Linked DNA regions of Mus musculus: all the other regions are linked to region 1. Evidence: chromatin contacts called from public HiChIP or PLAC-seq and promoter capture Hi-C data. All regions are on one chromosome and are shown on one strand. The core of a region is the stretch at or near the end of the contact, and the rest is flanking DNA. Distances in the headings are between cores, read along the strand shown.

Evidence for each region. HiChIP or PLAC-seq counts read pairs in DNA pulled down with a chosen protein or histone mark. Capture Hi-C pulls out chosen DNA fragments and counts their contacts.
Region 2: a promoter capture Hi-C map of liver shows a contact between it and region 1, with 3 times the contacts expected there. The contact joins the promoter of Slc9a1 here to the promoter of Fgr in region 1. A contact is called at or near these places in 5 of 115 datasets of contacts at active chromatin or transcription factors (T-cell acute lymphoblastic leukemia, double positive thymocytes, embryonic stem cells and 1 more) and 2 of 9 other capture datasets (liver and pancreatic islet).
Region 3: an H3K4me3 HiChIP or PLAC-seq map of embryonic midbrain shows a contact between it and region 1, with 5 times the contacts expected there. The contact joins the enhancer-like site here to the promoter of Fgr in region 1. A contact is called at or near these places in 9 of 39 promoter capture datasets (the 3T3-L1 cell line, 3T3-L1-derived adipocytes, hippocampal neurons and 5 more), 1 of 15 datasets of contacts at CTCF or cohesin (large pre-B cells), 2 of 484 Hi-C or Micro-C datasets (bone marrow-derived macrophages and tail fibroblasts), 10 of 115 datasets of contacts at active chromatin or transcription factors (T-cell acute lymphoblastic leukemia, acute myeloid leukemia, double positive thymocytes and 6 more) and 4 of 9 other capture datasets (adipose tissue, embryonic stem cells, liver and 1 more).

The regions. Positions count from the first base shown.
Region 1 is chr4:132,971,128-132,976,172 of GRCm38.p6, reverse strand. It overlaps Fgr (FGR proto-oncogene, Src family tyrosine kinase), which reads right to left and starts at 2,078. Exons shown (of 13, transcript NM_010208.4): 1 at 1,903-2,078.
Region 2 is chr4:133,367,818-133,372,862 of GRCm38.p6, reverse strand. Slc9a1 (solute carrier family 9 (sodium/hydrogen exchanger), member 1) reads right to left here and starts at 3,128. Exons shown (of 12, transcript NM_016981.3): 1 at 1,956-3,128. The coding sequence starts at 2,319. Mir5122 (microRNA 5122) reads right to left here and starts at 3,087; the gene lies at 2,999-3,087.
Region 3 is chr4:133,299,036-133,304,080 of GRCm38.p6, reverse strand. Wdtc1 (WD and tetratricopeptide repeats 1) reads left to right here. Exons shown (of 16, transcript NM_199306.4): 9 at 415-530; 10 at 1,626-1,698; 11 at 2,254-2,362; 12 at 3,347-3,520. Among named protein-coding and RNA genes, the nearest start is that of Tmem222, 24 kb to the right of the region's middle. Within about 2 kb of position 2,075, at least 33 of the 459 cell types and tissues checked have an H3K27ac peak or open chromatin away from gene starts, as enhancers often do. A contact at or near this core is called in stem cell-derived epiblast-like cells, where this site is marked.

The DNA.
Region 1 (5,045 bases), core at 829-3,328:
GGCTCTTCCTTCCTCATCTCTGTCTTCCCTGTCCCTTACCCAGCCTGTCAGGGCTGGTTACGTCCCTTGTCACTTCAACCTTAGGTAGCTTCCGAGCAGCCCCCACCCCCCACCCCCAATAACCACACAAAAGCAAGCACCCAGGCGTGAACACATTCACTTCAAGCCCACAGCACACTGGGGAGCACCCTCACACAATCTCACTCACAGCTTCAAGCCTGCTGGGGAGCAGGAGCTGATATAGGCAGGAGCCCCCCTCCACCTCCCCCTCTCTTGGGTCCACACAGCTTGGCTACCCCCTCCACCTTCCCACTACAAATGGAAGGATGCTCATTGCATCCAATTCTAGACTACAAAAGGCTTGCTTGTAGGGTGGCCACCTGGAGAGTGGGGTACAGATGCGAACCCTGCTAACCTTCTTGGAATGGGCCCTAGTAAACGTGACATTTAGTAGATGCCAACTGTGTGCTGGTTCTCAGAGGCCCTGTCAGCGAAGCTTTCTGGTCCTCCATGCTTTGAGAAGGCAAAGAACTGTGTAGAGCCAGCTGGCCTGGATCTGATAGAACTTCATCTGCCTTCTCCTCCATTCTCCCCTCTCCTCCCCGCCCCACCCCTTCCCATTCTATTTCTGTTTCCCCCACCCCACCTGTCTTTCTGCTTATATCGCTCAAGGTGGTCTTGAACTCGTGACAACCTCCCTACCTCTGTTTGCTGGATGCAAGGATTATTATAGGCATGAGCCACTAGGCACAGCTTTGGTATGGGGAGGGCTAGTTTCTTCCCCAAAGTTCCAATGAGAAAAGCAAAAGTCCAGAGAAAGCTAGCTCTCCTTGAGGTCTGCATAGCAATTAAAGGCCCATTCTTGCTAAGAGAACATGTCTCTGAGGCAGGAGACCCCTGAACACCAAGCGGCACCCTCTCACTCCCTCTGTGGTGCAACACACCCGGATCAAGGACCAAAAATGGGGACGAAGGCAGGGACCAAAGTTGGCTGCCAGCCTTGAGCCTGCAGCGGCCCAAAGCCAACTGGCCTCACTGCCCTGTGTTGCCATGGAAACAGCCCCTGCGGGCATTGGCGGTCAAAAGCAGGATTTCCGTCGGGGCTGCCAGCAATTCCCGGATCCCGACAGGGACGCAAACCTTGACCGCCACTGCGGATAGGGAAAAGCACCCAGGGAGGTCTGATGCCCCAGGGTGAGGTCTTCCCCAGGAAACCCAGATCCACGCCTCCAGCTGCTGGAAGGAATCCCCAGGGTGTCTGGAACCCGCTGCCCCACTGATGTAGCTAGAGGGTCTGGGGGGAGTTTGCAGACTCCCCGCTTCCCTCTGAGGAATCCAGATAGCCGGCCTCTGAGACCCCAGAACTGCACTCTGGACTCCGAGTTCTGCAGAAGTCACTCTCCTAGACCCCCTTCTCGGGAACTCGCGACCGATTTCCTCAGTATCCCCTCCCCCTTTCCAGTTTCCCCACCTACTACCCCTCTCTCATACCCCCTCAGCTTCTTTCCTTTTTCTCCTCCTGAAAGCCTCTCAGGGCTCTCCCTAGACGCTTTTGGGGGATCCCACAGTGCCTTCCTGTACTTTCAGCCCTCTCCCCAAATTTTATCAAATTTACAACACAGTTTCCCTCTCTTTCCCCATTTAGACTTTTAGGGGGAATTTTTGGTCTGCCTTCGCCGTACTGCCTCGGCCTTCTCCTAGGTTTTTATCAGCCTTTTCCAGCTTTCCTTAGTTTTCCTTCTTCATTTCCTTTCTGAATGGGATCCCCACCCCCATCTCCCGCTTTCAACTTGCTCAGCTCTCAAAGTTCAGGTTTACCCCCAAATCTTCCCTCCAAGGTGAGGACGGTTAGGGGCGGGGCAACATTTGCCCTACCAGCCCCCACCGGGTTTGGCCGCCTACCTGGTCTCAAGGGAGCCAGCTGCGGGTGACTCGATCTGGGGCGAGCCAACCCTAACTTCCAGCAACCAGGAGAGGCGATGTGGGGGGTAAAGTGAGGTGCTACCCGCCTCTGCCCCTACTACCTACTCTGGGGAGGGAGGAGGAAGCCGTCTCGGACTTCTCTTATTTTGGTGACTGCGGAGGAGGAGGCGGCAGCCAGAGAAGTCGAAGTCACGCCTCAGCCCCTAGACTGCTGCCCAAAGCCAGGAGGGGCCCCCAGATCCAAAGTCCGCTGGCTCCCACTTCCCGCTGTGGATGGGCTCTCCCAGCGCTGTCCCTGCGCCCCAGCTCCTTCCCAAAGGTTCCGGCCAAAGGGACCTGTCCCTTTAGTTACTAGAGTGGGATACCAAGGGGGTGGGGGGTTGGCCATCCCAAAGGCTCCCACTCCCCACTCATCTCCTAGGTAGGAAAACACAGAGCCAGGTCAGGATAACTTGGCCCAAGTTCACATAGCCTGTAGCCTTTACACTACTGTCACTACATTTGCCAGGGATCTTTTGCCTGTCACTTATACCCTGCCGCCTCATCTTTAGGAACTGGGCGGTGGAGATAAGGCCCTTGCCTTTGGGTACCTGTTTTTCACAACAATCAGCTCCCATCAGGCTACTGCCACACACAAGTTTTAGAGAAGCTGAGGAGAATCCTTAATCAATCACAGTGTCTCTAGGAGAGCCCTCCCTATACTCCCCCAGCCCGATACCCACCCTCCCTTTAAAACCAAGAGTTATTACCAGTATTACCTCTCTAAAACCAAGGTGCACTGAGACCCAGGAAATCCCCCTGCCTGGGGAGGGAGAGCTAGGGTTGAATTGGAAATGTTTGTGGGAGGGTGAGGGCTTAAGGCATGGAAGATTCAAGTGGGTGTCCCCGGGGCTATACTGATGATAGGCGATGACGATGCGTGACTGGGTTTAGAATCAACAGCTCGGACACATTATGCAGTCAGGTGTGCTTCTGTGTACAGACAGGGGTGTAGGGGGCTGTGTGTGAGCGCCCTAAAGTACAAGTTCAGGAGGATCATGGTGACACACACGGTGTCAGCAAGTGATGGATGCAGATAGGAATGCTTCTCTCAATGAGCCATGGCAAACACCTTTAACTCCAGCACTTGGGAGGCTGAGGCAAGCAGATCTTTGTTGAGTTTGAGGCCAGCCTGGTCTATGGAGTGAGTTCCAAAACAACCAAGGCTACACAAAGAAACTCTGTCTCAAAAAACCAAATAAAAGTGCTTCTCTCTTAGGAAAATATGAAGTGGGTGTAGGAGGAAGAAAGGAAATGTAGTGGAGGTTCAGGGACTGTGGGAGGGTGGCTTTACCCTGCCTGGATAGCACTGCCACCATTATAGAGCATCCTCTAAGTTGGCCTTGGCCATTGATCCATGTGTGCAATTAACAAATAAATGTATATCGTGGCCAATGGGAGCCCAGCCATAGGGAGCCCAGATACAAAAGGAACAGCCGCACCAGCTGCACTCCCAGCTACTCAAGAGGATGCTTGAGCCCTGTGGATTGGAGGACAGCCAAAGAGGAGTAGTGATTCTCTACCTGAGAGGAGGGAGGAAGGGAAGAGGAGGAGGAGGAGGAGGGGGAGGCAGAGGAAGGCAGGGAGATAGGACAGGAGAAGGCAGAGATTAGAGGAGATGGGAAGAGAAGACAGAAGAGGAGAGAGGAAAAGAGGAAGGAAGAAAAAACAGGAGGGAAAAGAGAGAAGCAAGGGAGAGAGGGAGGGAATAAGGGAGAGACAGAAGGACATACACTGATCTTGGAGGAATTGCTCTGTAATTCTTCTTCTAAGTCCAGCTCCTGGGTGGCTCCCTAGGGGCCTTCCCCAGTGTTCACACACTTTCCAGCAGAGCCCTCACCTGCTCTTGCCTGGAGCACTCTTCTTCTGGTCTGAAACCGGCTCCTTCCGGTTGGTTACTATGTTTGCTCCCTCCTCAGAGAAGCCTTCCTGACCACAGACTTCCGTCCCATGCTACCTGGTTGCAGAGACAGACTCCCTAGCTGTTGGTGCCCTTGGACAAGTTATGCTTGCTCTCTGCATTTCCATTCTTCATGCAATAAAGACTGCAGAAGACAGCACTTCACAAAAACCTTGGGAGAGACCCTGTAGCTGTCACACCAAGGGCCTGCCACGTGGTAAATGCTATTTGCTTGTGGACATCCATTCCCTTCTTCCTTAGATCAGACTTCACAGTTTTGAGTCACTGTCAGCGCTGGGCAGGATGGAGGCTAGGGCTCTGGGATGGATTCTGGCATAGTCGGCATAGTCACAGAAGCAATGCACAGGGCCAAGCAGCCACAGGATGACTCAACGAGACTGTTACTTCTCTCGATGCCCTATGTTCATGTTCCTTTAAGACAATCCCAGGGGCTGGAGAGAAGGCTCAGTGGTTGAGAGCAGATGGCTTCTCTTTCAGAGGTCATGAGTTCAATTCCCAGCAACTACTCGGTGACTCACAACCATCTGTCATGGGACCTGATGCCTTCTTCTGGTGTGTCTAAAGACAGCAAAGACAAAAATCAAAAGGCAGCTTGCCGGCCTCTGGTCTTGTCCTCTGTCTTCGCTTCCCTTTTCAGCCAGTTTGGCTTCTCCTGTCCTTGGTCAAGCCAGACCCATTGCTTGCCTAGAAGCTCAACCTATGAGAATCCAAGCAGCCACTTTCCCTGAGGAGACGCTGAGGCCAGGGCCATGACTCTGTGACTTCAGGAGGAAGCTCCTGGGGCCTGGCCAGATAGACACTGTAAAAATGAGTCTGCATCCCCTCAACCTTCTGGGGACTCGCAGCTTCTGCCACCCTGCACCACCATTTCTCCCTTGACAAATTTATCCTCTCAGCCTAGAGACATGTTGTAGAATCTGCTTCAAAAGAGAAACCTAAAGTCATACTGATTTGTTATTTTTTATTACATTATATATATATATACATATATATATACATATATATATATATACACATACACACACACACACATATATATGTGTGTGTGCATGTGTGTGTTTGCAAATTTGCAGGAATGCACAAATGTGTATGTATGTGTGCAGCAGTCAGAGGACAGCTTAAGACAGTCATCTCTCCCCTTCCACTGTGTGAGTTCCAGGGA
Region 2 (5,045 bases), core at 1,879-4,378, 400 kb before region 1:
CTTTGGGATTGCATGGGGGATCAGATTCAGCCTCCCCATTTTACAGAAGGAAAACTGAGGTCCGAGTTTCAAAAGCTTAACCGGGGTTTCCAGAATCGGAGCAACAACAGAAATGTCAGACCTGGAAAGGATCCTGAAGATCAGCAGGCTAAGGAGACATGATTGGTCAAGGTCATGGGGGGAGGGGGGGAGGAGAACTCAGTTTCCTGACTGATATCCTTGCCGGCACCGTCTATGGTATCCAGTGGCCCAGGGTCTGTTGACAAAGCAGGTCAGGGCCAGCCAGCACACATTAGGACAAGAGCTATCAGGTCTGCAGGAACAAAGTTGGGACTTCCCAGAGTGGGGTCTTTCTGGTCATGCTAGTGTACTGACTAACAGCAGACACAGGTCTGCAGTGTGTGTGCCAGCTCCCAGGACTGGGACACCACGGGGCTGAGGGAGGTGTTAATTTACAGGCAGCACTTATGAAGTCTCTCCAGTCTCTCCCTCGCCTCCTACAGACAAATGACATATTATGGTCACTTCAGGGTCTTACAACAAATACAGACACACGGTGTCATGAGTCAATCGATATAGTCAAATAGCAATTCCGATGCTTATTTCACAAGAAAGACCTTCAGGAAGACACTCAGCTGTTCAAGGTCATGCATTTAGGTTTGAATCTGTATCCACGGTTCCCCTTGCTCAGACCTTGATTTTTTTTTCCCCCCCAGGAAGCTGGCTGCCATCAGGGTGTAGGTGCTGATGGCCCAGCTCCATGCCCTAACTCGGCCACTGTAACCACCTCAGCACCAAAGCCCCATACCAGGAAGCCAGCTCCTGGATCTATCAAAACAGAGGTACTGGTTAGTTCCTGCAGCATGCCACAGGGCCAGCCTCACACCAGTTTGGTGTCCTTGGGAAAAGAAGCTGCGAGACTTCCTGCCCAGAGTCTCTAACTCCTCAAAACCCAAATCTCAAGCAAAGAGGGAAGCAGAGAGAGACCCGGTGGCTCCCACTTTCAGTTCGCTGAAAGTGGGCTGGAAAACTTAAGGTAGCTTGAAAAGCCCCCTAGATACCATCTCCAGGAACTTCTGGGCTATGCAGCCTCGGGAGAACCCCACCAATCACCCAGCAGAACAGGGTGCTCAGGCTGGGCAGGAACCCCAACCCTTGGAGAAGGAACAGCATTTTCATGTCATTCTTCCAAAAAGAATATTTTAAAATCTCTTTAGACCCAGCTCTTCTCTATCTCTTTGCCTTCAATGGGTGGTCCCCGTCTCTAGTCAGTTGGGTACAAACCTGAACCAAACCTCAACCTCCTCTACTTTCTTGCCATCCCCAAATGGCTGGCTGTAGCCATTCCTATGAACTGGATAACGGTTGGCATTTCTGGACTGGGACCTGACTCAGGGGCTTCTGACTGGCCTTGGCAGGCAAAGCTGAGAGGTATCACTCTGGGGATGAAGGTAAATAAGTCTCTGGGGATCCCTGTGTTCTACCACACACCTAAGTGCCTTGTACCTAGTTCCTTACTCTACGCAAAATCCTTAGACAGGCCAAGTCCTAAAACACCCTTTCACAAAGAATGTAATAAATCCGTACTGATTCCTGTTGACAGGACAGAAAGGGCCACTTGCTAAAGGATATTCCTGTCTTACACATAGCTAAGCACCTGCCTCCTCTCTAGGTCCCATCCCAGCTGTAGGAGACCAGCCAAGCCTTGGCAGCTTTTCTGAAACCAATATCAGAAGCATCCCATCTCGTGCACGCTCCTGACCCTCCCTCCTGCTACATAATGCCAGCTCACAGGCCAGAGCTGGAGTTTAAGGACCAACAAAAAGGAGGGAGAGGCTGCCCGCCCGCGTTGCAGAAGTGGTTCATTCAGAGCCTGAGAAGCAGAACCTGGTAACAAGTGGGGCAAGAAGCTCACCTATCTGGTGGTGGCAGCAACAGCACCATCATGCACTTACCTATCTTCATGAGGCAGGCCAGGAGAATCCAGAGGGAGATCTCAAAGGGTGTGCGCACGTGAGGGTAGTCAATGTCCAGGACTGGGAAGGCCTTCCGAGATGGCTTACCGCCATGTTCAATGATTAAGTTGGTCAAATTGTGGTCATCTGGGCGATGGAGAGGCTCTGATGGTGCCGTGGTGACATCCCCAATTGAGCGTTCCCGGGGTGGTTCAGAACCTCTGATGGTGCTGGCAGTAGGGCTGTGCTGGAGGCCGTGGCTCCTGAGAACAGGTAGCAGTCCCACCAAGGCAACCACCACCAGCAAGGAGGGGAAGATCCGAGGTGGATGAAATCCCCAGACGCCGGACCACCGAAGCATCATACTGATCCCCCAGCCTAGGAGGCCTCAGCCCTTAGCGAAGTGCGTGTAAGACCTGGGACATAGGTAGCAAGGAGTCCTGCAGATGGGGTGAGACTGGGGCAATCTCTAGGAAAAGTTCATGTTTTAGAGAAGTATTTTCGTTTTCTAGAGATTCACAATCTCAAAGTCCAAACTGCAAAAAGGGGTTAAGTACCTTGGAGGGACTAAGGAGGAAACCGAAAGGATCTAGAACTTCAGGCTGAGAGAAGGAAATCGGGGAAACTGCGTCCTGAAGAGAGGGGAAGGGCCGGATAGGCTGGACCACGGGCAAGGGAAAGGAGGAAGAAGGATAGGACCTTTGGCTAAGGAAAATCACCAGGGTGCTGGAACTCGGCTAAAGGGGAGGGGTAAGGAGCCTGGGCTAAAGACGGAAAAGGGTGAGACCCACTCCGCAGGGAAAGGCGAGAGAAGGCTGGAAGGCCAGCCTGGGATAAAGGAGTATAGCAGGAAAAAGGCTGGGGCTTTCCCACCCACAGGAGAGCCAGGGTCCAGCCGCGCCGGGCTGAGATTCCGGGGAAATGGAGGGAGGCGGAAGACAGAGGCAGACGGCCTGGCGGGAAGGTGCCTCGGCGCAGGCTGGAGGCGGCTCGCAGTGAGCCAGCAGCAACACACCCCTCCTTAAGACCCCGGTGCAGAGCTGTGTTCCACCCCGGCCCAGCGGCAGCTCCTTCGGTCAGCTCCAGCTCCACTTCCAGACCTGACACAGCCCCGGGTCCCGCGGTAGCGGACTGATGCCTCGCTGAGCACAGCGCAGCCATTTATAGGCACCAACGAGTAGCAGGCGCAGCAAGCTAGAGAGACCTGTCAGCGCCCGCGCGGTGCAGCGGCCCCTGTCGCCCAGGGAAGGAAGTGTCACGTAAGAAGAGGAAGCCGAGACCTAAATTGGAAAAAAAAAAAAAAAAAAAAAAGTACAATCTAACACGAGTGACATACTGTACTATCTACAAAGTGTTTTCTTGTTAGCATGTGACTTTGAACAAGTTATTTAGCCTCTCTGTTTCACAGCTTTCTCAACTGTAAGGTGGAGATGGATAGCTATAACAAAAGGATAACAAGATGGTTAAATGAGGTGATCTATGAGAAATGTTTAGAATGAAAGGGATGGGATCGTGGTTCAGAGGTAGAGTGCTTGTCTACCATTGGTTCCTATGCCCAGTGTCACAAAATAAAGTTAAATGAATGAATGAAATGGGCTAGAAATCTGCACTCTGTATGTTCCCAAGCATTGACCTGTGCTGAGGACCGTGTGAGCTGAAATCCGTTCCTGCATCCCAGCCACAGGTGCTTTGATGGCAATGTATTGGCTTCCCTTGACTGTGGCGGCATAACCCCAGCCTCCCTGTATCCGTCTTTAGGTCCAAATTTCCCCCTTTAAAAGGACTCCAAGCAAATTGAATTAGGAATTGGCCCTAATGGCGTACCTTACCTTGATCAACTTCAAAAACCCAATCTGAGCCACGAACGGTGGGAAACTGTAATTCCAGCATTTGGGAAACTAAAGAAAGAGGAATTTTTAACTCAACGTCAGCTTGTGTAACAAAGTGAGTTCTAGACCAGGCTGAGGTCAGTAGGGAGACCCTGTCTCAAAGAGATTTAAAACAACAACAACAACAACAAAACCCCTCATCTAAATAAAGCCACATTCTCGGGCACTGAGGGGTGGGCAGGGGTAGGACTTCAGCTTCTTTTGAAAGGGCGTGTTTCAACTCATAACAGTAGTGAAACAACCAAAAAGTAAGAGGCTGGGTATTGTTTTTGTCTGTCTGTCTATCTGTCTGTCTGTCTGTCTGGTTTAAAGAGAAAAGAAGGATTTTTATTATCTGCAGACAGAAAACAGCTTCCAGAAGGGGCATGTTCTGTTTTGTGCGAAAGGCTACATTCTTACAATGTAGCCCAGCTGGCTTCTAATTTTTGGCAATCCTCCTGCCTCTCCCTCTCAAGTGGGATTACTGGTATGCACCACCACACACAGCCGGAACTGGAATTTGAATGAATGATATTGATTAGAGTTCAGAAAGGTCGAGACATTGTGTCTACATGGTGCAATCATGAGAACTCTTCCCCCCCCCCTCAGAAGTAGGATCTGAACACAGAACCCTGTGCGTGCTAGGTAAGCACACCACCGCTGAGCCCAGACTGAGAAGTTTTTAAATCATTTCAAATGCCATCCTGTTTCATGGAAAGGTTAATTAAAGCCGAGAAATCCAAGGTGATTTGTTCAAGGGGCTGTTAGAGGGGTTTGTTTTCGTTTGACAAATCTCTTCAGAACTTTCTTGACAAGGATTTCTGCTGAGCTAGGGACATAGGCATGAGGCGTGGAGTGGGACTGTGAATGGTGATTAGGGTCAGCTCCAGAGCTCAAGGTGAGCTTCCCAGCTCTGGGAGTGTCCTGTTCCTTCACTGGGTGGTCCATACCCAGTTACTCAGAGGCAGTTATGTTGTGGGAGTTCACCATGCCTTCAGAGTTTGTGTACTTTCCATCTGGAAAAAGGTGTTTTCAAGTAACAAGAGTGTGATATGACAACCAAGTGTAAAACATTTCTGACTTTTCTGAACCTTGCCACGTTTTTCCAGGAATAGATTCAGACACTGGGAGGTGACCGGAAAAAAAAAAAAAGAAAAAGAAAGAAAGAAAGAAAGAAAGAAAGAAAGAAAGAAAGAAAGAAAGAAAGAAAGAAAGAAAGAAA
Region 3 (5,045 bases), core at 826-3,325, 330 kb before region 1:
TTGGGGGCTAGAATCAGGTGGGTCTAGACTTCTTCTTCACTCCTCATTTTGACCAGCTGTGTAACTGTCAACAAATCACTTAACTCTGAGGAGTTTCTTCTCTTTAAAAATGGGATTGTAATCCCAGAACTCGAGAGGCTAAGACAGGAGGCTCAAAATCGCAACATTAATCTGAAAGAGCTAATAATAAAATCAGTCTGGACTTCTCAGCAAGACCCTGTGTCACACACAAAATGACCGAGGGCAAGCCTGAGGCTGCTGACCTGTTGACTATCCTGAGGCTCAACACTTGTAGCTAGCTGCCTCCATGCAGTCGGTGGCTAGCCTTTCCCATTTGGCTGTCTTTACACCGTGCCCTGGCTCTCTAAGTAGGGGCTGAAGTCTCATCCTAGGGTCGTGTGCTCTTCTTGGCAGGTCACCTGCCGGTGAAGCTGCCTGACTATAACAGCCGTCTGAGAGTGCTGGTTGCCACCTATGTGACCTTCAGCCCCAATGGCACAGAGCTGCTAGTCAACATGGGAGGAGAGCAGGTAGGTCCCCTGCCTGGTGAGACTCTCACCCACAGTCCCTGTCTTGGCAGATAAAAGTAACATCTTCTTTGTAAATGACATGTGACATGTGAGGGACCAGCATTACCCTAACCTAGCCTTCTCTTTAGAGAACTAGACAGACATGGCATTTTGGTTAAGAATGCTCTAGAAGGTCTGCAAAGTGGCTCCTCAGGTAAACATGCTGTTCATGCCAGACAACCTGAGTTTAGTCCCCAAACCCTGAGGCAGAAGAGAGAACCCACTCTCCAGCTGCCCCTCTGGGACACTTTTTATTCCCAGCACTTGGGAGGCAGAGGCACGTGGATCTCTGAGAGTTTAAGACCAGCCTTGCTTACATAGTGAATTCCAGTCTAACAGGAGTGATGGAAAACAAACGGAAGGAAGCGATCCTGACATCCATGAGCACTGTAGTGTGTGCTTGCCGGGATTCCCGGTACACCACACGCTCACAGCCTAATGAAGAGGACTAGGGGTGTTAGTCACTGAACAGAGTGCTCACCTAACGTGCACAAAACCCTGAGCTTGAGCCCTAGCACCACACAAGCCAGGAAACAGGGATGGTGATTTGTGCCTTCAAGTCCCACTGTGCGAGAGGTAAACACCAGAGGATCAGAAGTCAAAGCTTATCCTTGGTCATACGCCCAGCAGAGCTCTGGAACAGAATAAGCACCGAGGCGCAAGCACTCAGATAACAGATGACACTTGCTGACTGACAGGAGAAAATTGGCAGTGTCTCTTTTAGTAGCTTCCCTTCTCTGAGACCTCATTTTTCTCATCTATAAAACAAGATATTTGCACCTTTGAGGATCTTTCAGATTTAAATATGTGCTCCCAGGGAAGGTCCAGTGTCAGCAAGGGCTTTGTGTAAGTCACATAGCCCGCCCACCCCAAGACTCAAAAGCCTGGAGGACTTTCCTGTTTAGAGTTCCTTTCATGGTCCCATCTGGCGAGCTCTATGGCTCCGTGCTCAGTGCTCACTGGGAGTTGAGGAGTCTGATCTTGAAAGCTGCCCAGATCTGACCGAGGCTTCAGCCACATCCTTGCCTCACGGCCTCCATCTCTCCCCAATCCTAGGTGTATCTGTTTGACTTGACTTACAAGCAACGGCCATATACCTTCCTCTTGCCTAGAAAATGCCACTCCGTGGGTAAGTTCTCCCTTGGGGAACCCATGACGGGGTGGGTGGAGGCTTGTGTACTTATGTCCCTCTGAGGAGAAGCCCACTCGTTACTCTGACCTGTGTCTACACACTCCAAAAGAGAAGATCTCTACCCTGGCCTTATCAGAAGGATAGTCAGACGGGTCAGAGCTCTGTCCAAGGCTTATGGAAGATGGGCCCTTCCAGTGCCCTGGCTCTTAAGCACTTGAGGTAGCTGCCCTTTCCCTTCTCACCCTGGTTCATGGATTTCTCCCTGTGGCTCACAGCTGAGCCCCAACCTCTTCTCCCCTCATTCCCTCCCCGACCTCAGCTGTGGGGAATGGCAGACAGAAAGGAGCTGTACCCTCTGTAGCCAGCAGAGGGCGCACGGGCTTTTCTTTATTCCACTGCCTGCCTGTCCTGACTTGTTTTCTGGGACTGGATCTGACCTGGGAGAATAGTCTCACAGTGGAGCCATCAGGTCCCATGATGGAAGCCAAGGGATGCAGAGAAGTGAAGCCCTCCTCCTCAGGCATCACTCTTACTTTCTTCTCATTCTTCCAGAAGTCCAGAACGGCAAGATGTCTACTAACGGGGTGTCCAACGGCGTGTCGAATGGCCTACACCTTCACAGCAACGGCTTCCGGCTGCCAGAGAGCAAGGGGTGCATCAGGTGAGGCCAGCTGACCTCAGTGGCCTTCAGTCTCAGTGACAGTGTGTGGACGGGGAGATAAGCATGCCCTATAAGCCTGTCTTCGTGGCGCTGGAGAGAGACTACTCAGCAGTTGAACACTGGCTGCTCTTTCAGAGGACCCAGCTTCCATTCCCAGAACCTATACAGCTGCCATAGCTGTCTGTAGCTCCATTTCCAGTGGATCTAGTGCCTTCCTCTGGCCTCCTCAGGCACTGCACACATTTGGTGCACAGACATTGATAGAGGAAAAACATCCATAATACAAAAATCTCAACAAAACACACACATACAATGCATGTATGCATGTGCACGCACACACACACACACACACACACACACACACACAAACAAAAAACCCTCCCTCCTGACCTCAACCCAGTTGTGAATCCCAGATGGTAGAGGTTGGGCCAGAGGGGCTTCTTAGAGGGCAGCTAGTGTTCCAAAGGCAGCTTCTATCTGAGAGGCTGCCAAACATACCCAGATTGAAGTTTGTCCTTCTGCCCCAGCCCTGGGGTAAGGGTCCAGAGGCTAGCTGCCTCTGAGTATTGACTTGGTCTCCCATGCAGATAATCCGTCCCATTACAGTAGTTCCCATTACAGTACATCCCTGCCTCTGTTCTCTTCCCACCCCTCTGTTGTCTCGTCCTTGAGACAGACTTTTCCCATAGGAGGAAGTAGAGTGGTCACAAGATTAGTTCAGTGCAGATGAAGGTGGCACCAGTGGCTGTCACCCGAACCCCAGCATTTGGTTGGTAATGGCTTTCCTGCCGCTCCTTTACTGGCTCAAAGCACTTGGAATTATGCATATTCTTTCATGGTAATAGATAATGGCCCAAGCTCAGCATGAAAGTGGCCCCATCTCCTAGATGGCAGTGAGGTGCCAGGGTCCACAAAACCATGCGTGGCCCTTGGGTAGGGCTACTAATCTTTAAGTGGTCTGACTTGGCTCTCCTTCCCTCGCAGCCCCCAGGTGGAGCTGCCCCCATACCTGGAGCGTGTGAAGCAGCAGGCCAATGAAGCCTTCGCCTGCCAGCAGTGGACCCAGGCCATCCAGCTCTACAGCCAGGCTGTGCAGAAGGCCCCGCACAACGCTATGCTCTATGGCAACCGAGCTGCCGCCTACATGAAGCGCAAGTGGTGAGTGGGAACCGCAGGGGTTTCTCGGTCAGAACAAGGGCTGAAGCACCTGGGCCATGAGACCAAGTTGCTAGGGCATCCACAGAAGGTGGCATTGGCATCCCAGCTCTTGGGGCCTCTTGAACATAGGCCCCCTCCTTTCTACCTAAGGCTGAGGTAGCACAAGACATTTAGTGTGTGGGAGGGAGATTCACACGTTGCTTTGTTATAAGGTGTGAATGGAAGTAGGGATTAAGAGGGGTGGTGATACTAATTACTGGAGAGTTGAGGCTTGGGTTGGACTTTTGAGAGAAGAGTGGGACCTTGATAGATCCGACTGCAGAGCTTGGAGAGCTCATTTGTACCTTTATAAAATGAGTCTGAGGCTGAATGGCCCTGCAATCTGCTTTCTGGGTTCTTACACCCATCACTGGACCACATACGAGCTAGACCTCAGACATACACTGGCCTGTGATAATGGGATAGGCAGGTCAGGATCCTAAGATGCCCCACATCTGCAGAGATCATCAGTGTCCCAGCCCTGCCTGCAGCACCATCAGACAGGCAGGCAGGCAGACCCCATCCCCCAGCCAGGGCCAAGACTAGAGATGGATAGAGCTGGGCCCACAGCCATTTCTGCTCCGTCTGGCATCCGTCGGCTCTGCCCAGACAGACAGGCCAGCTGGTGTGCCATCGTCTGGCTGAAACTAGGCAGGCCTGGGGAAGCTTAAGGAACCCACTCAAGTCAGCAGGATGGGAGTGGGGGAGATGCCACACACAGAGCAGTTAGCTGAAGCCTCGGGACTTTCCCCAGGGATCAAGGGGCACCCACATTCAAAAGAGGACTATCTGGGGCCCAGCCATCTGAGTTGTGTCACCTCTGTTACACTGGTTGGGTAGGGTGTGACAACCCCTTCATCTTGACTTGGCTGAGAGCTCAGCTTCGTGTCTGTATTTTTGCTGAGAGAAGTTGGTGATTTCTGAATTCACAGCTTGTTTTCTGAGTTCCCACTGTGTGCTAGGTACTGGGGAGACAGAGTTCTATCACTCTGAGTCCCTGTGCCCCAGAGTGCCCAGCCACTGAACGAGAATAAACTCTCTGGCATAGTTCGGCATGAAATAGGAAAGATGCAGGAAGCAGTAAGTCTTGGAAATGGTCAGGTATAGTGCTGTGGGTTACCAAGAAGAGTTGAGTCACCTCAGCTCAGGATCAGGGAAGCCTCAGAAAGATGTCGTGTCTGAATGGGCTCTAAATGTGGGCAGCTCAGACAAGGAGATGAGGGGGAGGAGAGGACTGTGGGGAAGGACACTGCAGGGAGAGGAAATGGTGTGAACAAAGGCGTGGGGGCGGGGGACTGACTGAAGAGCCTGCCTCAGAACAGCAAATCCATTTGGCTGGAGCAGAGGGTTCTGGAAAGGACTGGCAGGGGATGAGTCTGTGAGGTAGCCTGGGGCTTGCCTGGAAAGGGCTTGGAATGCAGAGGGTGGCATTTGGCCTTGATTCAGTGTGTGATGGGCAGCTACTGGAGAGCTTTGAGCGAGGACG